4 separate regions of the Sus scrofa genome follow, and all the other regions are linked to region 1. The links are chromatin contacts, called in public Hi-C and HiChIP or PLAC-seq maps. All regions are on one chromosome and are shown on one strand. Each heading gives the region's core, a stretch centred on a gene start, on an enhancer-like site or on the middle of the called end of the contact. The rest is flanking DNA. Distances are from core to core; before and after follow the strand shown. Region 1 holds the start of MRPS23 (mitochondrial ribosomal protein S23). Region 2 holds the start of SCPEP1 (retinoid-inducible serine carboxypeptidase). Region 3 holds the start of MTMR4 (myotubularin-related protein 4). Region 4 holds the start of MSI2 (RNA-binding protein Musashi homolog 2-like).

Evidence for each region. Hi-C and Micro-C count contacts between places; a contact is called where the count stands out from the background. HiChIP or PLAC-seq counts read pairs in DNA pulled down with a chosen protein or histone mark.
Region 2: a contact with region 1 is called in a Hi-C map of skeletal muscle, with 4 times the contacts expected there. The contact joins the promoter of SCPEP1 here to the promoter of MRPS23 in region 1. A contact is called at or near these places in 3 of 47 Hi-C or Micro-C datasets (heart right ventricle, mesenteric adipose tissue and skeletal muscle).
Region 3: a contact with region 1 is called in a Hi-C map of liver, with 4 times the contacts expected there. The contact joins the promoter of MTMR4 here to the promoter of MRPS23 in region 1. A contact is called at or near these places in 2 of 47 Hi-C or Micro-C datasets (liver and mesenteric adipose tissue).
Region 4: an H3K27ac HiChIP or PLAC-seq map of skeletal muscle shows a contact between it and region 1. The contact joins the promoter of MSI2 here to the promoter of MRPS23 in region 1. A contact is called at or near these places in 4 of 47 Hi-C or Micro-C datasets (embryonic fibroblasts, heart right ventricle, skeletal muscle and 1 more) and 1 of 2 datasets of contacts at active chromatin or transcription factors (skeletal muscle).

The regions. Positions count from the first base shown.
Region 1 is chr12:34,128,045-34,131,035 of Sscrofa11.1, reverse strand. MRPS23 (mitochondrial ribosomal protein S23) reads left to right here and starts at 1,556. Exons shown (of 5, transcript NM_001243813.1): 1 at 1,556-1,633; 2 at 2,101-2,271. The coding sequence starts at 1,590.
Region 2 is chr12:33,264,056-33,267,046 of Sscrofa11.1, reverse strand. It overlaps SCPEP1 (retinoid-inducible serine carboxypeptidase), which reads right to left and starts at 1,538. Exons shown (of 13, transcript XM_005656968.3): 1 at 1,393-1,538. The coding sequence starts at 1,456.
Region 3 is chr12:34,769,939-34,772,929 of Sscrofa11.1, reverse strand. It overlaps MTMR4 (myotubularin-related protein 4), which reads left to right and starts at 1,615. Exons shown (of 20, transcript XM_005668984.3): 1 at 1,615-1,826; 2 at 2,816-2,875; 3 at 2,987-2,991. It overlaps SEPT4 (septin-4), which reads left to right. Exons shown (of 11, transcript XM_005668982.3): 11 at 1-154.
Region 4 is chr12:33,535,666-33,538,656 of Sscrofa11.1, reverse strand. MSI2 (RNA-binding protein Musashi homolog 2-like) reads right to left here and starts at 1,382. Exons shown (of 13, transcript NM_001315780.1): 1 at 1,321-1,382; 2 at 988-1,028; 3 at 594-675. The coding sequence starts at 1,382. It overlaps LOC110256167 (a long non-coding RNA gene), which reads left to right and starts at 1,711. Exons shown (of 3, transcript XR_002337445.1): 1 at 1,711-2,318.

The sequences.
Region 1 (2,991 bases), core at 307-2,806:
ATAGCCACTTGTCAGTAGGTATGTGGATTCAGTGAGATAAGGCCAAGGAGCAGTGACTGCTTGCCAGACATTCCTCTCCTCCGCCTCCCCCTTCTTCTGCAGCTGGGAGGACTCTGGATGACTTGATGCTCTTTCTTGCTCACAAAGGCTCCCAGGAGATATTTTATGTGCATGTGACTCAAAACCTTGCACTGGATTAAAAAGTTCAAATAGGAATACAAACTCTTTACAGGTTAAATCTGAGGGTTACATTAAAAAAAAAAAAAGTCCCCCTTCCTCGCTTACAATCTCACTGGAGATAACCAATATTTACAGCCCTGGGCGCATTTCCACAAGGTTTCTATCCTCAAACACACACAGACACGTGTAAAAGTTTTCTTGCTTTCTTTTTGTGGCTGCAACTGCAAATGGAAGTTTCCAGGCTAGGAGTCTTAAGGAGACCTGGAGTTAACGGCCTATGCCACAGCCACGCGGTATCCAAGCCACGTCTCCGACCTACGGCCACAGCTGGTGGCAACGCTAGATAAAGTTTTAATAGGTTAGGATTCCATTGAAGACGCTTCTCTGCAACTTGCCTTTTCACCTGTCATGGGCATTCGTTTACGTAAACACATACAGATCTCGCTCGGTCATTTTAAAAGCTGCATGGCATTCCATAGACTCTATGAGCTGTAATTTTCCAGCCCTTTCCCATTAGACCGATTGTGGCAGGCATGCGGTGGTGGGGTGGGGGAGTGCACTGCAAACAACGCTGCGATGACGCTTCCTGCACAAATATCCGCGTGAAATTGTGCTTCAATGTCTACGGAGTCCTTTACCCGAAGTATGATTATTTGGCCAAATGGCAACACTGAGAGGTTACTTTCCCCAGATTTTTGAGTCCTTCCCGTCATGTGTTTGTCCCGGACACTTTCACTTTTCAAGCTCCAAGGAGGAGCTAGCCAGCGACACCTTCCGGGGAGAAAACACTCGTGCCGGCAGCATCCCTATTAGCGCGGATGCAGGTGGAGCTCCAGGGCCAAAGGGTTTAGTCCGGAGCGCTAAACAGCAGGCGGCGAAAGACGGAGGCTCGGACTCTAGGGTGACCCAGGGCAAGTGAGGTCCCTCCCTGGGCCTCGATTACTTTCGTGGTCTTTGATTCCAAACAAAATTAGGCGTAGTCTAGGCCTAGTGCTGGTGACCTCTAATGAATTCCTGGCCTAGGTGTCTTCTCCTGGACCTATCCTCCCTCCCCATCATCCTGCCTCTGCACAGCCCCATCTTCTCCAGCGGAGTCGGCTGAGCATGGCTAGAAAGGCTAAAGCAACCACGGCAATTAACCCCTATCGGTCATTTATTGCTTCTGCCCGGCTTTGGCTCGCTTCCTCCCTGGCGGCTCGGCTATCGAGTGCTCCGGTCTGAACCTGGCGTGCAGCCGAGGGCGGGTCGGTTCGGACATCTTTTACTTCTGCCTGGCTCCGCCCTCCCGTTGGGGGCCTCGCTGGTAGCACTGCGATCCGTGGCTCGGCCCGCAACTTACGCCCACTTTGCCTGCTGCGGGCGCTTCCGGTTCCGGTATCGGAAGCTGCTCGGGATCCGAGTGGTAGGGCATGGCGGGGAGCCGGCTGGAAACTGTTGGTAGCATTTTCTCACGGTGCGTGGACAAAGAGCGCCTCCCGCTTTCACGCTTTCTTGAGTGGGTCTGAGCTCTCCTGCTTCTGAGGGGTTGTGTTCAACGACGTTACCTCTTGAATCTCTTAGCTCTCTTGTTCAAGATCGCACCTCTCGCCTCCCCAAGTGGAGGTCTCCAGGAACGGGGAGGGAGGAAGGGGCTGAGAGACCTGGCCGGACTGTCTGCGCATTTTCCTTGACGGGGCGTGGTTGGGCGAGGGGGTGGGACGCACATAAGAAGATGAAAGGGTTAATTCCCGAGCACTGGTAGGTTGGTTTGGAATGTGGAACTATCCTACCCGTAGTTGGGGGACCCCCAGCTCTGCCCTCCTTCTGGTTATCTTCCGGGTTCCATAGGCTCGCCAGCGTCCCAGGCTGGGGCTACACTGATTCAGGGGCTCAGACAGGCTGTGGTCATTGACTGACCCTAGCTCTTTACTCTTCCTTAAGGACCCGGGACCTGATTCGGGCTGGAGTGTTGAAAGAGAAGCCCCTCTGGCTTGACATATATAATGCCTTCCCCCCATTAAGAGAGCCGGTTTTCCGAAGGCCTCGCTTGCGATACGGCAAAGCCAAAGCCGCTGTCCAGGACATCTTTTACCACGAGGATCGGATTAGAGCGTGAGTGCGGAAGCCCATCTGGTGGACGGGAGGCAGCAGAACTTCAGCAGGAAAGGTTTAGCCCGAAGTCTGGCAACTTAAGTAGGAATTGAGTCAGGGCTAGTTAGCCCTGTGGAGACGGTCTTGTCCATCTGGCCAGATTAGGGAATCAGTACCCTTCCCCCATGGGAGAGCAGTAGAAGTTCTGAGAAGCAGAACTTGGAGCCCAGCAATTGACTGATCATTGCAGTGGTAGCTATTTGTTTCTGCATATCTGTTTGTGACAGGCACTGTGCTAAGCCCTTAATAAATGTTATCTCATTTAGGCCTCTACGCCTGCAAGGTAGGTATCCTGTATCCTTACCCATTTTGGTCATGAGAACTATGAGGTTGACTTACTGGGCATTCACTGACAAAGCCTTTTTCTTCCAATACTGACGTTAGTTTTTAGTATATAGAATTTGTAGTTTCTTTTTCTCTAACTGTTCGCATCAGAGATTGTGCCTAATTGAAGTTAATATGTATCCCCTAGTCTCACCCCTATTCCTGGAAGTAAGAAACCAGTTTGTAAAGTTATTATATTCTCTGTTGAGGTCCAGGCACCTTTCATTTGAGGAGTTACCCCCCCCACCAGTTACCCCCTACCACCCACAGCAGAACAAGTATGTTTTGGCTCTGCTTGGAGATTGTCAGCGATATCGGGGCATTAAATACTTTTTCAGTACTTTTCTGCTTAGGTCC
Region 2 (2,991 bases), core at 289-2,788, 860 kb after region 1:
TGTTGCAGGTGTGGCCCTAAAAAAAAAAAAGGACAAAAGACAAAAAACAAACAACAAAAAAAGAGTAGGTGGGACACATTTTTTTCTTTTTTTTTTCTTTTTGGCCACACCTGCAACATATGGACGTTCCAGGGCCAAGGATCAAACCCAAGCCATAGCAGAGACCTGAGCTACTGCAGTGACAATGCCAGACCCTTAACTCACTGCTCCACAAGAGAGCTGTTAAACACATTTTTCTATTTCACTTCTGCTGACTTAACAACTTCCAAGTATCTTTTTTCTCAAAGACTACTCTGTGGGAAAAAAGGCTGATGTCAAAACGTGATGAGAGAGGAACCCTTGGGGACCGGAGTTTTTCTGTCTCTACTTCCTCCTTTTTTGAATTTCATGTTCCCGTGGCAAGCAAAAGGACAAAAACTGGTCCCAAAAAGGAGAGAAGGGAGTAGATGAGGAGACAATACTATTTTGTAACTTGATAAGGATGGACAACCAGAAAGTGGTTGGATGAACAAAACAGAATAGTTAGAATATTTATTACAGATGTGGCTATAAGGTGCTACATACAAGTAACACAAGATTACAGTTCCCTTGATAATGACAAATAAGGCTTGGTCCCTTTTGACCTAACCCCGAGCACTTCTCCCTTTCCTGCCAGTGATCACTGTTAAAATATGGGGGGCGACCTAGTTGCCATTTCCCTGACACAAGCTGAAGGGTCACGAGATCCCCGTTTTACAGAAGGGAAAGCAAGTTAAGCAACTTGCCTAAGATCACAAGGCAAGTTTATGGCCAGAAGGAATTCTCAGTTCTTGATTCAGGCCAGGAGTCATTTTGCTTGCAAAAAAGACTTAAAATCAATGTGCAAGTCATCCTATTTAACACGAATTTGTTTTTGCCAGAAAGAACTGCGGTGAGGGGAGCTATTATCCTGTCTGTTCTGATCAAACAGAGGAAGAAAGTTTAATCTCAGTGAAATGCCCCACTCGTGGTAGGACTTTTCAGGGCCGTTTGGACCATGTGTTTCAGTTCAGTTCAAAGTAAAAAGACCTTATAACCTCATTTATCAGTCAGTCACGACAGGAAAAGGGAGATGGCCTTAAGAGCATGGAAATCGCATTGATCAGCAGCTTCTCCTAATCTTTGAGAAACTGCTTCTACATAGGTGCGGGGGAAAAAAGGAAGCACAGACCACCTAGGGCCAGAAAATAAAGTAGAAAAAGAACTTTGAATGAAAGAAAAAAAAAAAAAGAGTGAAGTTCAAAAGCAAAATAATTATGCAAAGCAGAAACAAGGGGAAAGGAATATGCTTTAAAAAGCACAAATCCACTAAAAGATTCTCATCCCTGGATAGAGGAGGCACCAGCCGCTGATGGACCTTTTGTCCGAACCTACCGGTGCTCAGGCCCAGAAGCAGCAGTAGCAACGGCACGGGACAGCTCCGCTGCGCCAGCTCCATGGCGAATACCGGGCGTCAGCATCAACTACAAGGCTGGACCCTGCGCCCCACCACGTGATCGTGGAGGGCGGGACAAGGCTGGGCGGGGCCTGGGCGGGTGGGCAGGGGCGGGGTCTGGTCTAGGGGCGGGGCTTATGCGGTGACTTGGGCCAGGAGAGTCCCACGTGCCCTCTGCCAAGCGGGCCCACAGGGATCCGTGCAGCGGCGCCGCCTGGATGTTCTTTTTACCTTACCCGTCTTTCTTTGCCGTTTTGAGGACAAGCAGAAAAGAAGAGGTGTTTAATGCATTGATTTGACCTGGGTTGTGTAACAGGAGTGAGACGCTACAGAAAAATTATCAGGAGGACCGTCCTTCCTGCCCCGCCCATCTCTTCCCTCCTCAACAAAAGACCTGGCATTTCAAACTGCTGCATCTGCCCCAAATCAAGTTAAGCCTGATCAACTGGTCATTGGTAACTGGGGGATTCCATTTTCCCAGATTTATTTTTTAAATTGTTTTTCCTATAACATTACATATATTACGGTCATTTTGGAAAATTGGGAAAATTTTAGATCCTACATAACCATTGTCGGCATTTGGGATTATTTTTTGTCTCTAATGTTTTACATCATCATTTGAAATACAATAATAAAATGTTTTATTCTGTTTTTTTTTTCTCGATAAATTGTTATTGGCCTAATTCTGTGTTGTTAACATTACCTTCACAGCCGTCATTTAAAAGTGGGAATTACAGGTTTGGGAAGGAGAAGGGAGGGAAAGGATGGTAGAGATATTTTCATGTGTGTGTGTGTGTGTGTCTAAAGGTCATTTTTATCTTAGGGTGTCCTGAGTAACTTAACCTCAGCTAGGAAGCAAGCAGGGCTGTATGAGGGACAGATTACTTCTAAATACTCTGTTTCAAAAGTGCACAGGACAGAAAAACAAAGGACAGGTGACATCTCTGCCTTTCCCATCCCCCTCCCTAGCCCTCTGCCCCTGCCATCAAAAACAGAGGTTTTTATCTGCAGCCTTGTGAAATGACAGAGCCCTGGGAATGAAGGGGGACGGTGCTGAGATTTGGGCCAGAAAAAAGAAATATGCAACCAGGTTCTCTTAAGCTTTAATGTGGGGTGCTCCTTGAATGCTTACAATCCTATAATGCTGGTATTGGTGATAGCCTCTGGAAAAAACATTTGAGAGATACACTGTATATAAAAGGTACACCCTTAGGCAAACAGAAGTAACTTCGTAACAAACATTAATCTACACTTTTGGTATCTAAAGATTCAAAGTCTTGCGTTGCCAGGGTCTCACATACACATAACTAGTCCATAGTTAGACTTCTAGAGCTTCACTTTTTCACAGCAAAATAACACTATAATACCTATATTTTTTCAGATGGTATTTTTCATACTGGAATTATTTCTCTAAGGTAAAATAGAAGTGATACTATTACATTAACAGGAGTGATACTATTACATTAAAAGCTGCCAAGGTTATTACAGTCTGCCCTTGCTCACTATTCTACATCTGTGATTTGCACATCTGTGAATTC
Region 3 (2,991 bases), core at 366-2,865, 640 kb before region 1:
TCAGCCTTGAATATTTAAATCACCGCCTCTTCCTCCTGCTATGCCGGCCCCTCCCAGCACCAGCTCTACTCAGGCCTCTGCAGCTACTGCCACTTGACCTTACATCCCTGCTGCCTCCCCAGAGACTCAGAAGAAATAAAGTTTAACAAATCTATAGGTGGCTTCTGGTGTTTCTGTCGATATCTTTCCATCTCCTGGAGACCAAGAAGATCCTAGGACCCGTTTTGAAAGACTGCCAGAGGAGGGTGCTGGTTTTGGCCTTTACTAGCCAAGGGAGGGTGGGGAGAACCTTCCCCTCCAGAGGCAGGGTTTAGTCACCACCATCTTCCTGATCATATCTATCATGCATCTATTATCTGGGGCCCTGCTCATCTTTCCCACATACAGTACTTCCACAGAAGTTTTGGATTTGATACCTTGAGAAAACACAGTATTAATAGCCTCCCAGCTTTGTATTTCCTGATTTGGGGAATGGGATATTCAGAATTGAGCTCTGCACTCTAGGAAGCCTAGGCCAGCGCACTGAACAAATGTTGGAACCCCTGTAATCACCAAACACTATAGTAAGTGCCAGGAATGGATAAAATACAATCATTGTCCTGGAATAATTCAGTATTTATTTACCAAATATTTATCAAGCATCTATCTGCTAGGTTGCAGATACTGTTTTAAATCTTCGAGTTAAAGCAGTGAACACACATAAGGTTCCAGTTTTCCTGGAAGTTGCTAAATGTAGTAAATGTCCCAATGTCCTATGAAAAGACACGTGAAGACATTTTGGCCCCAGGGCCTGGTATTAAAGCATTCAGGCCCATTTCCAAACTGAAGCTATCAGTTGAGAATCTGAGTCAACTGTTCACCATTTCTGTCGGGTTGGTGGTATCGCTGGGACACGGCGACCTCCAGCGGCCACCCTCCGCCCTGCTGCCTGTTCTGGCTCCCCGGGGTCTCCCAAGGCAAGGGGAGGAGCCAGAGAGAAGCGAGAGAGGAGCCAACTATTCTCCACAGCCTTTTCAGACCAGAAGGTCGCAGCTAAGCTAGTGGCAGTCTCATTCTCATCTCTCAAGTGAGAGATTTTTACTCAAAACTGATGGCATGTGATTCAGGTCACGGACACCAGGGTCGGTTCGCGGATGAAAAGTGAGGTCCTGGAGGAACACGTCAAGGTGTCCGGAAGAAGGGAAAACCTCCCCCAGCCAGTCGAAGACCGAGAAGGAGCCTCAGGCCCTCAGCCCTCTCTTAGCTTTCGGGGTTTTTCTCCCGCTTCTGGCTTTGGGACGGACGATCACAGTGAAATCAAACCAGAAATGGTGCCACCGGGATCTATTTGAAAAGTACACCAGAGGCGGGGTGATCACCGGAAGTGGCTGTGAGAACGCCCCGCCTTCAATTGCGCTACCAGTAGGCGACAGACCGCCCCCACTTCCGGCCCCTGGAGCCTTAACCAGCAGCCCCCCTTTTACTGCTCTCCCATTGGCTGCTGCAGGGACGCGCTGTGATTTCCCATTGGTCGCGTCTTCTCTTCGGCGCCGCGCCTCCTCCCTGCCAGTACAGTCTTGTCTTCCGGCATCCGATAGGCTCAAGACTGGGAGGGCGTCTGCCCCACTTGACCAATGAGCGGTGTGAAGAGTGAGGGCGGCTGCTGCGTGGTGGGGGGCAGGGCGGGACTTGGTGTGGCTATTGGCCAGGGCGGGCACAGACCAGAGATAGGATTGGTTGGGGAGAGGGGCACCGTGGTGGGGGGTCGGAGCTGCGCGGCCTCAGCAGCTGCGGGAGACGGAAGTGGTGAGAGCGCGGCTTCGGAGGGTCGGGCGGACGCCGCCTGGGTGAGTCACCGTGCCCCATACACTGCCAGTCTGGGAACCGCAACGACCGCGTCTTGCCCGGCCCCGCCCCGGCCCCACCGGCTTTCCTGAGACCCGCCTTCTGTCATTCGGGGCTCCGCCTCCGAGTCTTTAGGCTCCGCCCCTAGAACCTGGGCACCTGAGCTCCCCTGTCAGCCTGACCCGCCTCCCCCCGTGGCCAGATACCCTAGGTCCAGGAACCCTGGGTCTCCCAGGCCTAGTTCTCGTCTCTCTCTCCCTCCGTTTCCTTGAGGCTGCTTGCCAGTGGGCGGTGAGGCAGCACCTCTGGCTTGCCGCTTGCTGGCTCCCCCATGAGGAAGGGTGGGCTGTGATCAGGGAGGCGGGTAGGACCACAGATGGAGGCTTTTGTAGCCGCAGCCTTCGGCAAGGCACACTCCTAGACTGCCTCTGAGCTCGAATAGCAGGCATGGAGAAGTGTCATTCAAACCTGGGCCCGGCTCCCTAAGTGGGCCCAGACGGCTCAACCTGACATGTCTGTTGCTTGGGCCCATTTGACGCTCACTGACTCTGAGGCCTGCACTGGCCTGATTCTATCCCCATTGTGTGGACTCCTCCCACTAACCTGCACCCCACTTGGTGTCAAGTACACTCAGCAGAACATGTCCAGCCCTGCTGCCTTCTGATCACAGGTTGTGGTCCCCTCCCTCTTGTCCTCTGCTCTGGACTCTGCCCCAGTAAACAGGTCAGGTGGGTGCTACTCACAGACTCAGAGGCTGGCCGTGCGCTCCTCTGGTGGATTTATGTTTCCACCAGGGCCAGAAATGAGTCCTGGCTGTGCAGCCTCTGTCTCTTCAGAGTTGGCAGGTCTTTTGCTCTCCCACAAAGAACAGGGTTTGGAGTGTTTTACTTCTCCTTCTGGGTCCGGGAATCGGGATGCTTGAGTCCTGCTCCAGAACTTTGTTGCTGCCTTCATGCTCTGCAGAATCACTTGTTGCTTTCTCCCCGTGTAGCTCCCACTGCCTCTGTCTGGCATGGTGAGTTGTGGAGAGACTGGAATCACTGTGAAGAAGGTGAATAAGAGTTGTGGGGAAGTTCAGGAGCAGATGTGTGGTGATGGTTTGTTGATTCTATGGTGGTGTTAATGGTGCTCTTTACTCTTGTGTTTCTCTGGGTCTTTACAGTGAGA
Region 4 (2,991 bases), core at 133-2,632, 590 kb after region 1:
GCCCTCCCCACCCCCTCCTGCCTACAGCCCTCCGCCTCCCAAGGAAACACATCAAGGTTAATGGGGGAAGTGGAACGGGGGCAGGGCGGCTGGAGGTAACTTGGAGAACGCTGGTATCTCCACTCTTTCGCCACCTCAATCTCTCTCCTCCTCCTCCTCCCTTCCCTTTCTTTAACGCTTTGTTTTATTCCGAAGAAAACCCAGCACTTAGAGGAGATTCATCCAGCTTTCCAAGAGGGGCTTTAAGAGTTTGGGGAACTGGGAGTGCGGGGAAAGGATACATAGGGAAGGGAGGGGAAAAAAAAGAAAACTATGTGGAAAGTGAATGGAAGCTGAATGTCATTTGAAACAGGAGAAAAAGAAGCGACGGAGAAATGACTTAAAGCAGAAACATGGGCATCTCTGTAGCCAGAGTTCAGCCCCAATTAATAACCTTTGGGGTTAATGGGGGGGGGAGACTGAGCGACGTTCGAAATCAGCCACATGCCTGAGCCCCATTCTAAATCCGCTTAGCTACTACCGAAGACACCTCCAAAAATAACACTTAAACTTTCTTCTAAAATAAAGACAAAATCCAGAAGGGAATGGTTTACCTGGAGCGTTTCGTAGTGGGATCTCTCATGACCATACATTCTCTAATTTCTCCAAATTTGCTAAAATAGTCTCTAAGGCTATCTGTAGAGAGAAAGAGAGAGATGGGGGGGGAGAAGGTGTGGGGAAAAAAAAAAGCAATGCAAATTTTGATCAAGGACAAAAACCAAAAGTAGTTTTCTGTTGTTATTCTGGGGGGTTTTTTGCACACGCGGGGGAAATTCGGCAACAGAGGTCGCGTAGAGGGCTCGGAAAGGATTTGCTATTTAAAAAAATAACCTTGCACAGGAGAAGTGGGGAGCCAATGGCGGGGGGGGGCTCCTACACCGGGATAACAAAGAGCAATAAAGAAGCCAAGAAGGGGGGGACCCAGGCGTCCCCCCCTCCCTCCCTTACCTGGTGAGGTCTGCCAGCTCAGTCCACCGATAAACATTTTACTAGAGGGAGAAAACATAACAGAAGTGAGCACCGATGTCAGATCGGCCATTTTGACGTGTAACTTACAAAAGCTAAAAGGAAAGCAGGGGGGAGCGAGCGAGCGAGAGCCGGGAGGTGGGGTGGGGGAGAAGGTGACGGCGAAATGCAATCCAAAGGTGTGTAACTTCCACGGGGGGGCGCGCGGGAGGGGCGGGGGGGCGCGGGAGATGCCCGGCTCCGCGCACCGCCGTCCCCGCCGCTGCAAGGAGAGCGAGCCCGAGGCGGCGCGGTGGGCAGCGGCTGGAAACTTACCCGGGGTCGTGCTGGGAGTCGTTGGCGCTGCCCGAGGTGCCTTGGCTCCCATTTGCCTCCATATCTGAGCCCCCCCGCCCCCCCACCCCCAAAAAACCGAGCCCCACAGCGATCGGAGCGGAGCGGCGGCCGGCTCCGAGCCCCGAGATCTCCCGCTCCCTCCTCCCCCTCCTCCTCCCCCCCGCCCGGGCTCCTCCGAATCTCTCAGCGAGCGGCGGAGCCGGGGCAGCGGCGAGAGCCGTCACACGTGGGCTCGGCTTAGCTCAGCCCCGCTGCTCGCACACCCCCCGTCCCCGCCCCCCCGGCCCATCCCCACCTCTCCCCCTCCTCCTCCCCACCCCCATCCCCTCCTCCTCCCCCTCCTCCCGGCGCACGTGGGGCGGAGTTCTAGAACGTCGTGTAACCAATGCCGGTGACGTCACGCACCCCGGTGCGGCCCCCGCCTGCCGCGCGCGCACACTCGGCCCCCCGCAGCCGGACCCACGGGGGCGGTGCGCGAACCCCGCGGCCCGAGGGGCCCCGCCTCCGGGCGGGCCGGGCCGGGGGGCGGGGGGAGCGCACCCCGACTTCCCTCGATCACATGGGCTGCGTGGGGAGGGTGGATCGGGGGAGGGGGAAGCGCGGGGAGCTGGCCACCGCTCCGCACTCGGGCTGGGGAGAAGACGCCCCCCACCCCTTCTAGGTCGGCCTCTCCATTCAAGTTCCCCAGCCCCAGCCGCCGGGATCCGGGGATGGCACCAGCCGCCCTCCCGGCTCTGCGCCCTTTTTCCAGCCACCGCGCAGAAATTTAGGTCAAGGACGTCGGGATCAAACCCAGACCCTGGCGCTCCTCGGGCGGCCCCCGAGACCCCTCTAGGTCGGGGGCCTTCAGGATTGCGGAGACCCTCCCGCACCAACGCCAGCCACAAGTTTTATTTTCCTCTCGCGCTGGAAGTTCTCTCTGGCTCTCGCTCCAAACCGGCACGTCTTGCGCCGCTCCCCGCCCTTCCCTGGCAGAGGTACGAAATCCGTGCCCGGGAAAGGTTATTTTGGAACTTTGAGGAAACTGACGCGATTCCAGTGGTGAGAAAATGCCGAAGAAAGGGTTTCCGCGTTAATCATAGGGAGTTTAAAAAATATAATAAAATAGGTTTATAGGGGTCAAGGTCAAATGATTGGAGTTCAAATCAAATTTTTGCGTATAAAGAGAAATAGTTTGGGAGCACCTCCGGGAGGGCTGGGAAGGGTGGTTATTTGAGGAAACCCCTCTCAACCCCTTCGTTTTATGTATGTCTTATTGTTTCTATGCTGAGGTAGAGAAGTGCATGAAATGTAAATTAAGACCAAGCCCCCCACCATCTGTGGAGGTAGCTGAGGGTGGCAGAAGGCTTCAAATACGCTCACCCTGGCCACCTTAGGAGTAGTGGTGCAGCACAGGTCCTGGTACACAGTAGGTGCTTAAAAAGTGCTGCTTCTCATCCTTTCCCGCACTGATAACTCCAAAAAGACGTTTCTGTAGCTTCCCCCAAACATCTCACATTTAAACAGCAAATTTCAGGCGGGCCAAATTCAGGCTGGATTCAATTTATGGGGTATTTAAAACAATAAGGATGTAATTATCCTTATTGTTTTAAATCATTACAATAAATTGAGTTAATATGGCATGAGGGGCAACATAAAGTTGTGGTTCAT